Regions from separate parts of the Anas platyrhynchos genome. Here region 1 is linked to region 2. Evidence: chromatin contacts called from public Hi-C data. All regions are on one chromosome and are shown on one strand. Each heading gives the region's core, a stretch centred on a gene start, on an enhancer-like site or on the middle of the called end of the contact. The rest is flanking DNA. Distances are from core to core; before and after follow the strand shown. Region 1 overlaps DNAAF5 (dynein axonemal assembly factor 5). Region 2 has its middle 23 kb from the start of FOXL3.

Region 1 (5,903 bases), core at 355-2,854, 350 kb before region 2:
GTACCTGGAAAAGTTTCAATGCAACGTGAATTTAAACATTGTCTTATTGCTAGGAAAAGAAAAAAAAAAAATAACCACCTTCACATGGCAAAGAACATAGAATTGTGCTAACCTGAGTTTTAAATGAACTAATACTGAACTTATGAAGGAAAAAAAAAATCTATTTATTGCTCAGCCTACCTTAAGAAAATGAAAATATGAAACCAATCCAGATCAAACAGATTTCACATGCAGTTCACTAAAAAATCAGCATTGATTCATAACAGTGGTTCTTTGGCTGACTGAATGTGATGTAGTAGTTGATTACAATAGACTGGTGTTCGATGCTTATGTATAATCACTTCAATTTCTCTCACAAGCAGTTCTGGATATAAAATGCTGCCTTCTTTTAAAGCATCTGTAAAACAAAATATGGTTTATAAAACATTAGCTGCTCTGTCTTTCTCTGTCCAGGTTCCCTCAAAGTAGCTGAAACCTAACCTGGAAGTTTTCTGTTAGTTGCGCAATCATGAAAAACTAATTCCCCTCTCATTTACTGAAGTCTGCATTTTGATATCTATATGCTTGAATGCATAAACGGATACACCAATAAATTCCACAGAATTTATTAAGAGATAGGGTATGGTCACATCCTGCAGTGGTTAGTGTCTATGGTCCATATCCTGTCTACTGTTTATACAGGGTTCTGATACATCAGATATGCTCATATTCCGACTCTAGTGAATACTAGATAAAACATTCTGCATACAGGTGAAAGGTCTGAGCTCATACTCACTGCAACTAGTCCCTAGCAGTAAGAGTTTTCAAGTGTTACATGGAAGTAGCATTCTTTGTAAAGCATTGTCAAAAAAAATATATATGACTGAAAGTCTTACTTAGGACTGCATTTTGAGTATCTTGATCTTGGTCATCCAGATGTATCAACAGTTCTTGATACAAAATCTCAATATTACTTTTCATTACAGATTTCATATCACTGTCTTTTACACAATTAAACCAATTAGTTAAGGTGCGAGCAGCTGCCAGTCGTACATCACGTGAAGCATCATCCAAACGCTTTAGGACTTCTGCAAAGGAACAAATATACAACCAATCATCACTATTAACAGAGAAGTTACCTTTTTATTTTTATTTCAAAACACAAATTTATTTTGTAATCACTGAAATTGTTGTTGCATTTATATACATGACATCTTTCTGTCTTTTGAACTTGTGGAATACATGTATATTCTTCCTAAAAGCATGCATAGGATTGTTATTGGATTGTTTTCTAAAAGTTAATTATGTTGTCAAAATATTAAAATACATTTATTAAATTATTTAGATTAGTTGGCTAACACACTCTACCTTCATACCAATATGATACTAATAAGTTTTAGAGAAAGTATCTCTATTTGGCAATACAGCACTGCAGATTAGTAGTTTCTTCCTCTTTTTTTTTTTAAAACCTACCCCACACAACATGGAGAACGATGTGACTACCATTTATATAACACATTACTGTTCTACTTTCACTATAGTTAAAACATTATTTCACATAGTCTAAACTAGGAAGCAAGGCAGATGAAATACTGGTAAGCCTTGGAGACAATAACACTGACTAAAGTTCCATCTAGTGGTCTAATGTATAATAACATCGGGAATACTTCAGCTCAGTTCTGCTCAGCTGGTAGCAAGGGCATATAAAAATGATATTAGCATATCAGCAACAGAATATCTTAATAAAATGAAATGTTGCAGTTGAAAAGCTAGTACAGAAAGGGCCTGCAAGAAGCAAGTGCTGTTGGAGTCATACTTAATACCTACTCACGTGTGTTAACATCTTGATTCTTTAAAATGCATACCTGTACTTTATATACTTTATGCAGTCTCACTTGGCAGTAACAAATCATAGAATCATAGAATCATAGAATATCCTGAGTTGGAAGGGACCCTTAAGGATCATCAAGTCCAACTCTTGACACCGCACAGGTCTACCCAAAAGTTCAGACCATGTGACTAAGCGCACAGTCCAATCTCTTCTTAAATTCAATCAGGCTCGGTGCAGTGACCACTTCCCTGGGGAGCCTGTTCCAGTGTGCAACCACTCTCTCTGTGAAGAACCCCCTCCTGATGTCAAGCCTAAATTTCCCCTGCCTCAGCTTAACCCCGTTCCCGCGGGTCCTGTCGCTGGTGTTAATGGAGAAAAGGTCTCCTGCCTCTCGACACCCCCTTACTAGGAAGTTGTAGACTGCGATGAGGTCGATTGTTAATTGATTGTTAATTGATTGTTATGCTCTGGTAAAAGACGTATTCAAGTGGAGAGAATATCTGTCCAGGCATGTCTTCATCTCCGCAGGATTAAGATGTTAAATTGCCTCTCATATACAAAACTGTTGCTGACCGTATGATTTTGCCCAATCTACTTTTTCCACTTTTTTTTCCCCCACTTTTCCTTAATTTTATATAAATTACTATATAAAATTACTCTAGGGGATACGTACCCAAATAGTTAAAACACCAGATAAAAGAACAGAACCATAGCACTAGAATATGTTTATGGGAGTAAAATAAACATGTGTGAGAAACCAAGTCAACATGAAATCTACACCTGTTTGTAAAGGCTTTTTTGCTCTTCAGGTAGTACTAAAGCCATTAGACATAGCAGATTTGTCATTTCTTAGTCTGTGTTAGTACTTTCATTGCTACCAGCTGCAATTAAACTGCAGGTGAGGTGGACAACCTTTGGAGTGAATCCTAAAGCTCCAGAGAGAATCTGCTTACTGCTCCAGAACGAGGACTTTTTATCATTACAAACAAAGCTTCTATGACACTTCAGGAGAAAAAGTAAGTGTAATTTTTCAATATGGAGATGTGCCTCCATCATAAAACCCCAAAACTCTCACACTTACCTGGGTAAATCTTGGTAAGCTGGTCTTCATCAAACTGCCTCCCACAGACTTTTAAAAAAACACCAACAATACAGCAACCCATCAGTCGACTAATTTTAGAGTCTTCATCCATGGCAGCAATAATTTCGGGCATTAGCACATCTTTGACTTTCAAGGTCTAGAATTAACAAGAAAAGCATATAAAAACCAACAGCTTTTCAGTCTCTCTGAAACAATGTGCTTATTGGTTACATCAGTTATCATTAGATCTGACAGATACTGGCTTGCACAATTTAAAAAGATAAAGTTAATTATAATTACACCTGAATCTCCTGATGTTAGCTTCATTTTTACCTCTAAAGAAGCTTGGGAAATGGAAAATCCACCAATAGAACAGCCATTTCATGAATACTCAGTATATATGCATGAGTTTTACATTATCTGTAAAAGCTTTAGTCTTGCTTGTCTTTTTATTAAAAAAAAAAAAAATCTTGGCAAGACTTTCAGTAATTTGGAGATGAGGATTATGTGTATGTACCAGTAGATGGTGCTCTTATTCCAAAAGGAAGCTTTTAAATAAAGATTTTAATACAACATTTTTAGTGAGTTTCATTATTTGACTTTAATATGTACATTTCATATACATTAATGTAAAAGGGTGTTTAGGTCCCCCACTGATTCAGAAAAACATTTAAACACAACAGTAGTCTCTGATGTTATTTTCATATACGTGAAATCAACCAGTTACATGTGTTTAAGCATTCTGTTCAATTAAGGTCTATTATAAAGGCAATAAAGATTATAAGCATTTAATAAAACTTAAAGTCCATTTGTTTTTAAAAATGTCCTTATATTGAACATTTTTCCTTCCACATGCCATTTTTGCTAGCAAACAAGCTTCAAAAACCTCCTCAGATTCAATTAATCCTTGATCACTACAGAACCTTACATTTCTTTAAGCATATTCCTTGCCAGCTCTCTATTTTAGTTTCTATAGATACCCTTCAAGTTCCATCTCAACTCCTCCTGCCCTTTCCAGGAATCTTTTACATTTTTTTCCTAAATGGACCTGTGGGTTCCAAGGCAACCAGACAAGTTGTCTTCACCACATTACACAAAAGCATGTACTGGCTAGCTCCAGTGCCGCTCTGCACGTACTGGCTAAGGGGCCAGTTATGTCAAGGGCCTGAGTATTTGGTGTCTCAGAACTGGCGTTATGCTAGAGCAGATCTACAAAATTTCATGATGGCAAGTTCTACACCATATAGCAGGTCTCAGGTCTTTTGTCAGGATATCACCCTCTCCTCACTTCTGATCATTTCAGTTATTAGCACTCAGTTGCAATTAATTTTATTATGAAAACTATACATCCACCTGAAAATCCTACTTAAAAAAAGGATTTTTTGTTTATTTGTTTTCCTTGCATTTATTTTGCTTTCCTGCCTAAGATTTCAAAGTATGCTTGATGAGAAAGAGAATTTACCTCTTCTGGTGAAAGTGTTTCACAGTGAATTAGAGCCCAAAGGCATGATACAGCTGTAGTGCGGATGGCAGCTGCTGTTCTTCCAGCATGCCACTGCAGATTAGGAGCCAGAATGTCTTTTATCACAATCTCAAGGTAGCTAGGGAACAGCCTGGAGCCAAAAATAAGAAAGCAAAACAAAGGTTCATGAGAAATTGGTAGAGAGACTGACAGGATGTAAAAGAGAATTTTCTGTCATAGAAACATAGGCAGAAAAGGGGGGAAAAACACAAAAAAAAACACAAAACTTATAAGGTAACATGTTTATAATGTATGTGATAAGCCTTTCATAACTTAATTTTTCCAAGGCAGTATTTAAACAAATACCTAACATTCATGGAAAGGGGAGCCTGGTCTTTCTTCCACTTCAGACGATGCCCATGACTCACTGTGTTATCTTGGTAAACTACTTACCTTCTCTCTGTCTCATTTTCTCCGTCTGTGAAGTGGAGATAACGCTCCATGTGAATGCTGTGAGGATTCATTAATATTTGTAAGGCCCTTTGAGACTGTCCAATGAAAGGTATTCACAATGTGAAAAGTATGAAAGCTATTGATGAGACCACATCTACTGATATTGCAGGGAGTCTACCCAGAATACTTCAGCTTTCCCTTGGCTCAGAATCTTGTCTCCCTCAAGGATGTGAGGTCTGTAGGATTTTTAAACGGTGCCAGTCCCAATAGCAATTTGCTTTCATTACAAACATACAAATCTGTGATATTTTTGCTGATGTGTTTTCCTGATCCTCTATTGAATGTGTTGTTACAATACTAAAAGCTGTTGCAAGAATCAAAAATTGCAACATTCCCTCATACCCTTTTAATTTCATCTCAAGCAATTTTAAATTAAGAGAGAAAGATATAAATCTTACAGACAAGTTTAAAAAGACTTTTCTGCATCAAGGAAGCCATGTCTGCCTGGCCCGTCAGTAAATAATTAAAGCTCTGGTTATTCACTTTGCCTCTGTGCCTTAAAGAGCAGCTGGCAGTGTGCAAAACAGATTGACTATTAACAGGCTAAATCTACCTTGACTCACATCCCACTCTATTCAGACTTCCAGCAGACCTGGACTGCAGCCACCTGAGTGCAAAACAGCACATCACCACCCTGGTGCTTGACAGAAAGGGAAGAAGCTGTTGCTGATTTTCTAAGAGTCCTACAATGCCAGGATGAGTAAGTGGTTCCCACAGAGAGGTGCCAAGCCACAGGAGGAACGTAACAGGCAAATGTCGACAACAAACAATTATTGTTAAGTACCTTTTAACTTCTTTTTTTAAAAAACACAAACAAAATTAACAACACAATATCATCCACCAATGGTAAAACTTTCCACAATAATATTATATCAATGTAATCACAAATGTAATTGTATTTACTTCTTTCCTTTAACTATTCTTTACCCATTGCAGTTAGATCGTGTCGCTAACGTATGATTAGCTAGCCTGCCAGACTTTTGTTATCTACTGCACATACACAAAACTGACAACCTCTTATCTTCTACATGATGAAA
Region 2 (5,499 bases), core at 796-3,295:
TATTTTACTCTTTCAGCTTAGGGCATCTGTCCAGGAATTACATGTTAAAGGGTTGAGAAGTGAAATCCACTGGAGTTACTGATGTGCTGTTGTTGTTGGACTCGCAGGGAAAGATTTCAGCCAAGATTCCTCCTCAGACATAGAGATCAATTTAACTGATGGCTCCTTTCTTGGAATCATATTGCATCAAACATTTGAACTGCAGACAGTTCCTGCTCTGAAACAGGCCCGATCTGCGTACACAGACACAGCTACTGCGGGGAAGGCTTTGCACTGAGCAGGACACAATCGTGGATGCTTGGACCAAGCTCTCAGCCAAGGTGAACTGGCATGGTCTTATGGAGATTTCTGCAGTTCACAGTGGCTGTTTGACTTCTTAAGGGCTACCTGAGGATATAAGGACAGATCGTGGAGTTTGGGACAGATAGGGTGGATTCATAGGCAGAGTGAGGCTCTGTGAGTTGCCTGAGATGGTGCAGTCTGGCCTTTTGTTTTCATGTGTTTGCCCCCAAGCAGAGGCAGCAGTAGGTGTTAGCACAGCTATTTTAAAATCTGACTTAGGTGATGTTTCATTTCACCCAAGCACCTCAGTTACCCCCAGATGTTGATGGCAATAAGAAGTGCAACAGCCATAGCCTGCTTGCCAGAATGCAGATGGCCACCACCAAAACAGTAGCAAAAGAAACTGGGGAGAGGCCAGGTGGTCCCTAGAGGCATAGCAGTGTGCTACTACAGCTGTGAACGCAAATGGGTGATGGCAGGGTTAAAGTGCTTTATGGGGGGCTTTCCTGCTAAATCTGCACCTGTCTGCTCATACATATCTGCACAGTAGATTGAGTGCCTGGGACATATAAATAAACTGCTTCCTGGCAGGTCATTTGAGATGGTGTAGGATGGTATGTTTTTATATCATTCCTTCCAGTTCTGGAGATATGAGCTGATCTAATCACTGAAGATAAGCAACATCAGGTCTGGTCAGTATAGAGATGTGAGGGATCTCCAAGAAAAACACAGGTGCTCCAGGAAATGCCGTTGCTGATCCAGCACTGCAGACAACGCTGCATGGAGCTTCTGGATCATGGCTGCAGCGGCAAAAAATCCTTCAGGAGAGCCATAAATCCCTGGCACTTCTCACAGGAATGGGGTGTTAACTCCTGTGTGCATGCTGTCATGTTGTAATTCCTGTATGAGAGAGGAGCTCCAGCTCCACGCTTCATCCCATGCTACAGCTGATGTACTGGCGTGACTACTATGAGTGCTCTTGGAGCCCTTCGCCACGGCTGTAGCATGTGTCTAAGGTGACACACAATGTGCATCATGATTTGTCTGCCTAAAATACCATCTGCAGCCTGTTCCTTGCCCCTTCTGCTGCCCCTGCACAAGCTGCACACTGTGGCCAGTGCAAATCAGCACCCTGCTCCGCCCTAGGGGAGGATGAATGTCAGTATTGAACTCTTACTTCTGCACAATGGAAGATGATAGAGGTTTATTATTACCTCTTGAAATGATGTTGCAATATTGGTCAGTCAGCACTAGCAACTGACTCCGGATTTATTCTCCTTTCATGTTTTGGGAGAAATAGATGGCAAAGCAGTACTTTGGAGAGGAAGTAATTTATTTAATTATTTTTTTATTTTTCTTCTAGAAATTAGACTGGTAGAGAAATATCTGACCTTACTGGAACATTTAGGCAACTTTTGTGTTTTGAAGTCTCCCTCATTTGCTAAAAAAACTCGAATGTTGCAATTTTCTCAGTTCTGAGAATATAGCCTTCTGTGAATTAACATTTCACAGAAGCTGCAATTATGCGTTTTGGAGAAGGAAAAGGTGGGAGGGAAAAAAAAAAAAAAGTAAAGAAGATATTCAAAGAAATCTCGGAATCATCTGCAGTCCTCACCGGATATGTGAGGATAAAAAGTGGACGCAGTTTCTAGTAAAGTAGCTGTGGCAGTTGATTTCTCCAGACAGAAAAATAGAGCTATATTATGCCACAAGGTAGACTGAACAGCAGCCCAGTTTGTAGTTTGAATGGCTTGGGAGCTTCCAGAAAAATCTTTTGTGTCAAACCTTTACTACTATTGCCACCAAGTGGTGAAATCCTACAAAAGGCTCCTCTGGCTGCCGCAAAATTTATTTCTCCTTTCTGGATTGTCACATATGAACTGTATTCCAAGATATTTAAAGGCAATTATCTGGTACTCCACTTTTAACCAGCAATGTCATGGGTACTCCAGCAACAAAAAGTTTTTGGATCCAGGGGAGCTCCCCTAGCCCCTTTTCCCTGAGGATGTAGATGGGCACATCAAGCAGCGCTCCTCTGCTAACCCCCTGGCACTGCTCATGAGGACACGTCACAAGGCTGGCAAGATGAAGCTGGTGCAATAACCTCCATCACATGCAATGCTATGTTGTCGATGACAAGGAAAGGGATGAAAGGAAACCTGATAGGACTGAGACCGCAGGGTGATTTTCCTGGCATCTGTCTGCAGATCTCTGCGCTCAGCTTTGCTTCTCCTTAAAACATGTTTAATAGAGATTTTTGGAGAGGGGAAGAGCAGACAGGTGCCTTACTACTACTACAAGCCTACAGGACTGTATTTAAGCTTCCAAGTCTGTATTTTGGTTATTTCACCAGTTTGCCTAATTCTTTAGGCAATGGGTTAGGAAATCCTCCTTCAGCATGTGTTCCACTTGGACACTCTTTCCCATTTACATTCAGGTCTGGTTCCTCCATGACACTGTAGCAGAAAAGCAGTTTTCAAGTCATACCTACCTACCTAACCCCAATTTTTCTTCCAGTTAATCTTGGCCTCTGTTCCGCCTTTTTTCCTTAGTCATATAAAACAGCCAGTTTTCAAGGGCCCAAACTAAGGTACAAGTTTTGCTTGTCTCCCCTTTGCATGGCCAGCGGCCTGAGCTGAGATCAAGGGTAAGGGCAGGCACTGTGACTCATTTTCCTGTGCTGGGAGCTAGATCTGCAAATAAAAGTATCTAAAGTGTCTGACACGTCAATCTCTACAGGTAGTTTAATGCATCTACCATTTGCCACATACACAAAGTATTGTTTAATGGTTCCTTAGGTGTGTATTTTGGTATTTGTTGTTGTTGTTTTTTGTTTTTTGTTTTCTGGATGGGACTGGGTTTATCTAATTTTAGTGTCTACATTTAGTCACCCTACATCCCTTTTCACAAACATTTATCGAAATGAGCACTTACGGCACCTTTCAGCTGATCTAGTTGAGAAAGCAGCATTAAGAGATGAATCATGCTTAGACAGCGATGAGTGTCTTGACTACATCTTGCTTAATAGTAAAGGAAACCCAAAGGGGGATATTCTATGTAGACACCATACAGCTGCATTTATCTGCATCCAGCCTACTGCAATGAGCCCCATCTTCAGTCAGTCCTCCCCTCTAGTCCTTTGCAAGAGATGTCACTGGAAGCTTCATCTTTGGCTTAACTCAGACCAGACCAAGCTGACCCTGTCGTTCTCCTGAACAAAGAGGTCCTCCAGGCGTCGTCCGAGGATGGCTCCTGGGCTGCTACGTTCCCACCCACCATGGGAACAGCCTGTCCCCTTTGCTGCCAAACAGCTCCAGCGCCTGCCCTCCTGCTCTCTTAAAAATTTCAACATGCAGAAGAGCCACTGATTGATAGACATGGGGGCATGAAGGACCTCTGGTGGTTCTGGGGGCAAACTGGGGAAAAACAAAGCAAGCTGGGGGAGATGTTGGGTTGGATTGAAGTGAAAAAGGCTTTTGGAAATTTTTTGATGAAATAAAGTGAACCTCCCCCACCTCTGAAATTTTTCTTTTTGGTTAACCAGACATGTTTTTGTTTGTCTTTCATTTTCAGGCTATTTATCCTTCTCAAGGCTTGTGAAGTGATTTTCATGAAATGAAAACCGCTGTTTGCAAAACAAGAAGTCAAGGAGTTTTACTCTGGGAGGCATCAAAAACAAGAACTGCAAAGTTTTTCAAAATAAAATGTTTCATATAAGAAAAAATTGAAATAATCTATTTTGAAATTCATTAAAGTTATTCCTTTATTTTTTTCCCTTCCTTTTGACGGAAAAGATTTCAGTTTAATTTTTGTCCCGTAATTTATTTTCTATTCTGTCAAAAATTAGCAATTGACTAGTTTGAAAAATGATCAGATTGGGATGTTCTAAACCCTTACAGCCCTTAAACTGGTAAATATCTGTGTTATAGGTGCTAAAGAGCAAAAGGAGAGGCTATGAAGAAAATAAAACCTTTCTACTATCCCGCATTTATCTGTTGATTGATGTGTGCTATCACCCAGACACCACTGCCACTGTAACGACCTTTTTTTTTTTGAAGCTGGCTCATTCATCTATTTTAGAGCTGCTGATCATTTCTCAACCACAGCAGGTGGCTCAGCCATGTCCTAGTACATGGCTCTTTGGCCCCAGAGCTGCTTTGCTACCCTTACCTTCCCCTTGCCTGATGATGCCGATGGTGCCTTTTTTATGATTCACATCATGTTCTGACTTCTGCCAACAAGCAACCGCTCTTCTGCCCATATCAGCTCCCATTAGAAAAGTTTGGGGTGGGGTTTGAATCTTTTTTTTTTCCTATTATTATTACATATATATATATATATATATATATATTAATAAAATATATCCATGGAACTCTCTGAGTGTTTATAACAACCAGGAAAAACAACAACAACATTTTACTGAGAAAGCCTGCGAAAAGTCTCGTCAGAAGATAATAGGGCTTTAATCACAGCAAGACTCACCCTTTTGAACTGCACTCATGAGCAAAAAAGTACATGAGGCAAACACAGTCTTTGGCACATCTACATGGAAAAACTTCAGAGCACTCCACAGCTTGGCCTCCTGAGTGCGAGTCTGAGCTCTTGCTCTGTCAGTCTGATGGGATTTTTTACTACAAGTTGTTTTTTCAGTTGTTCCGTTTTTGGGAGAGTGGGGATCTCTAGCTGCCAGATCCAAAACTGTGTATGATCTTACTGAGCAGTCAATGAAAAAAAAAAAAAAATCCCTTTCTATACTTGGTAATGAGAGAGTTGTTTCTTTCTTCAGGCTTTAGAGAGTTGTCTTTGGGTTGGGTTTTGGGGAGGTTTTAATGACAGTGGTTGAACGTCATGATGGATTCTCAGCTAGAACTGTTAGAAAAAAATCCCTTAAAATAAATGGCAATGTTATCACAGCATCTCAGAAGCATTGACCATGCTAAAGATACTGTTCTCAGCAAGGAAAGCTGCTAGTAGTGAACTTAGCAACTATTCCAGCTGAGACAACATTAGGAGTTTCTTTTCCCTCTTTAAGAGCTGAACTTCAGCAGTGTGATACCAGCATCTTTCCTTCCAGTGTAATTCATCCTGTTTTTTCTGTAAATATTGGTACATATTAATATTAGAAACAAAAAGTATGTTAAACTAACATTATGAGTTAAATGCCAATGAAAGCAGAAAAAAATAAAAATAATATTAAAAAAAATCAACATTGAAATG

The links. A called contact is a pair of places that touch in the nucleus more often than the background predicts.
Region 1: a Hi-C map of subcutaneous adipose tissue shows a contact between it and region 2, with 4 times the contacts expected there. The contact joins two enhancer-like sites. A contact is called at or near these places in 2 of 8 Hi-C or Micro-C datasets (F1 follicle and subcutaneous adipose tissue).

Annotation. Positions count from the first base shown.
Region 1 is chr15:14,061,417-14,067,319 of IASCAAS_PekinDuck_T2T, reverse strand. DNAAF5 (dynein axonemal assembly factor 5) reads right to left here. Exons shown (of 14, transcript XR_011803624.1): 10 at 4,354-4,504; 11 at 2,892-3,048; 12 at 876-1,067; 13 at 181-397. Among named protein-coding and RNA genes, the nearest start is that of SUN1, 8.4 kb to the left of the region's middle. Within about 2 kb of position 1,604, at least 1 of the 8 cell types and tissues checked has an H3K27ac peak or open chromatin away from gene starts, as enhancers often do. A contact at or near this core is called in subcutaneous adipose tissue, where this site is marked.
Region 2 is chr15:13,707,352-13,712,850 of IASCAAS_PekinDuck_T2T, reverse strand. No RefSeq gene overlaps it. Among named protein-coding and RNA genes, the nearest start is that of FOXL3, 23 kb to the right of the region's middle. Within about 2 kb of position 2,045, at least 1 of the 8 cell types and tissues checked has an H3K27ac peak or open chromatin away from gene starts, as enhancers often do. A contact at or near this core is called in subcutaneous adipose tissue, where this site is marked.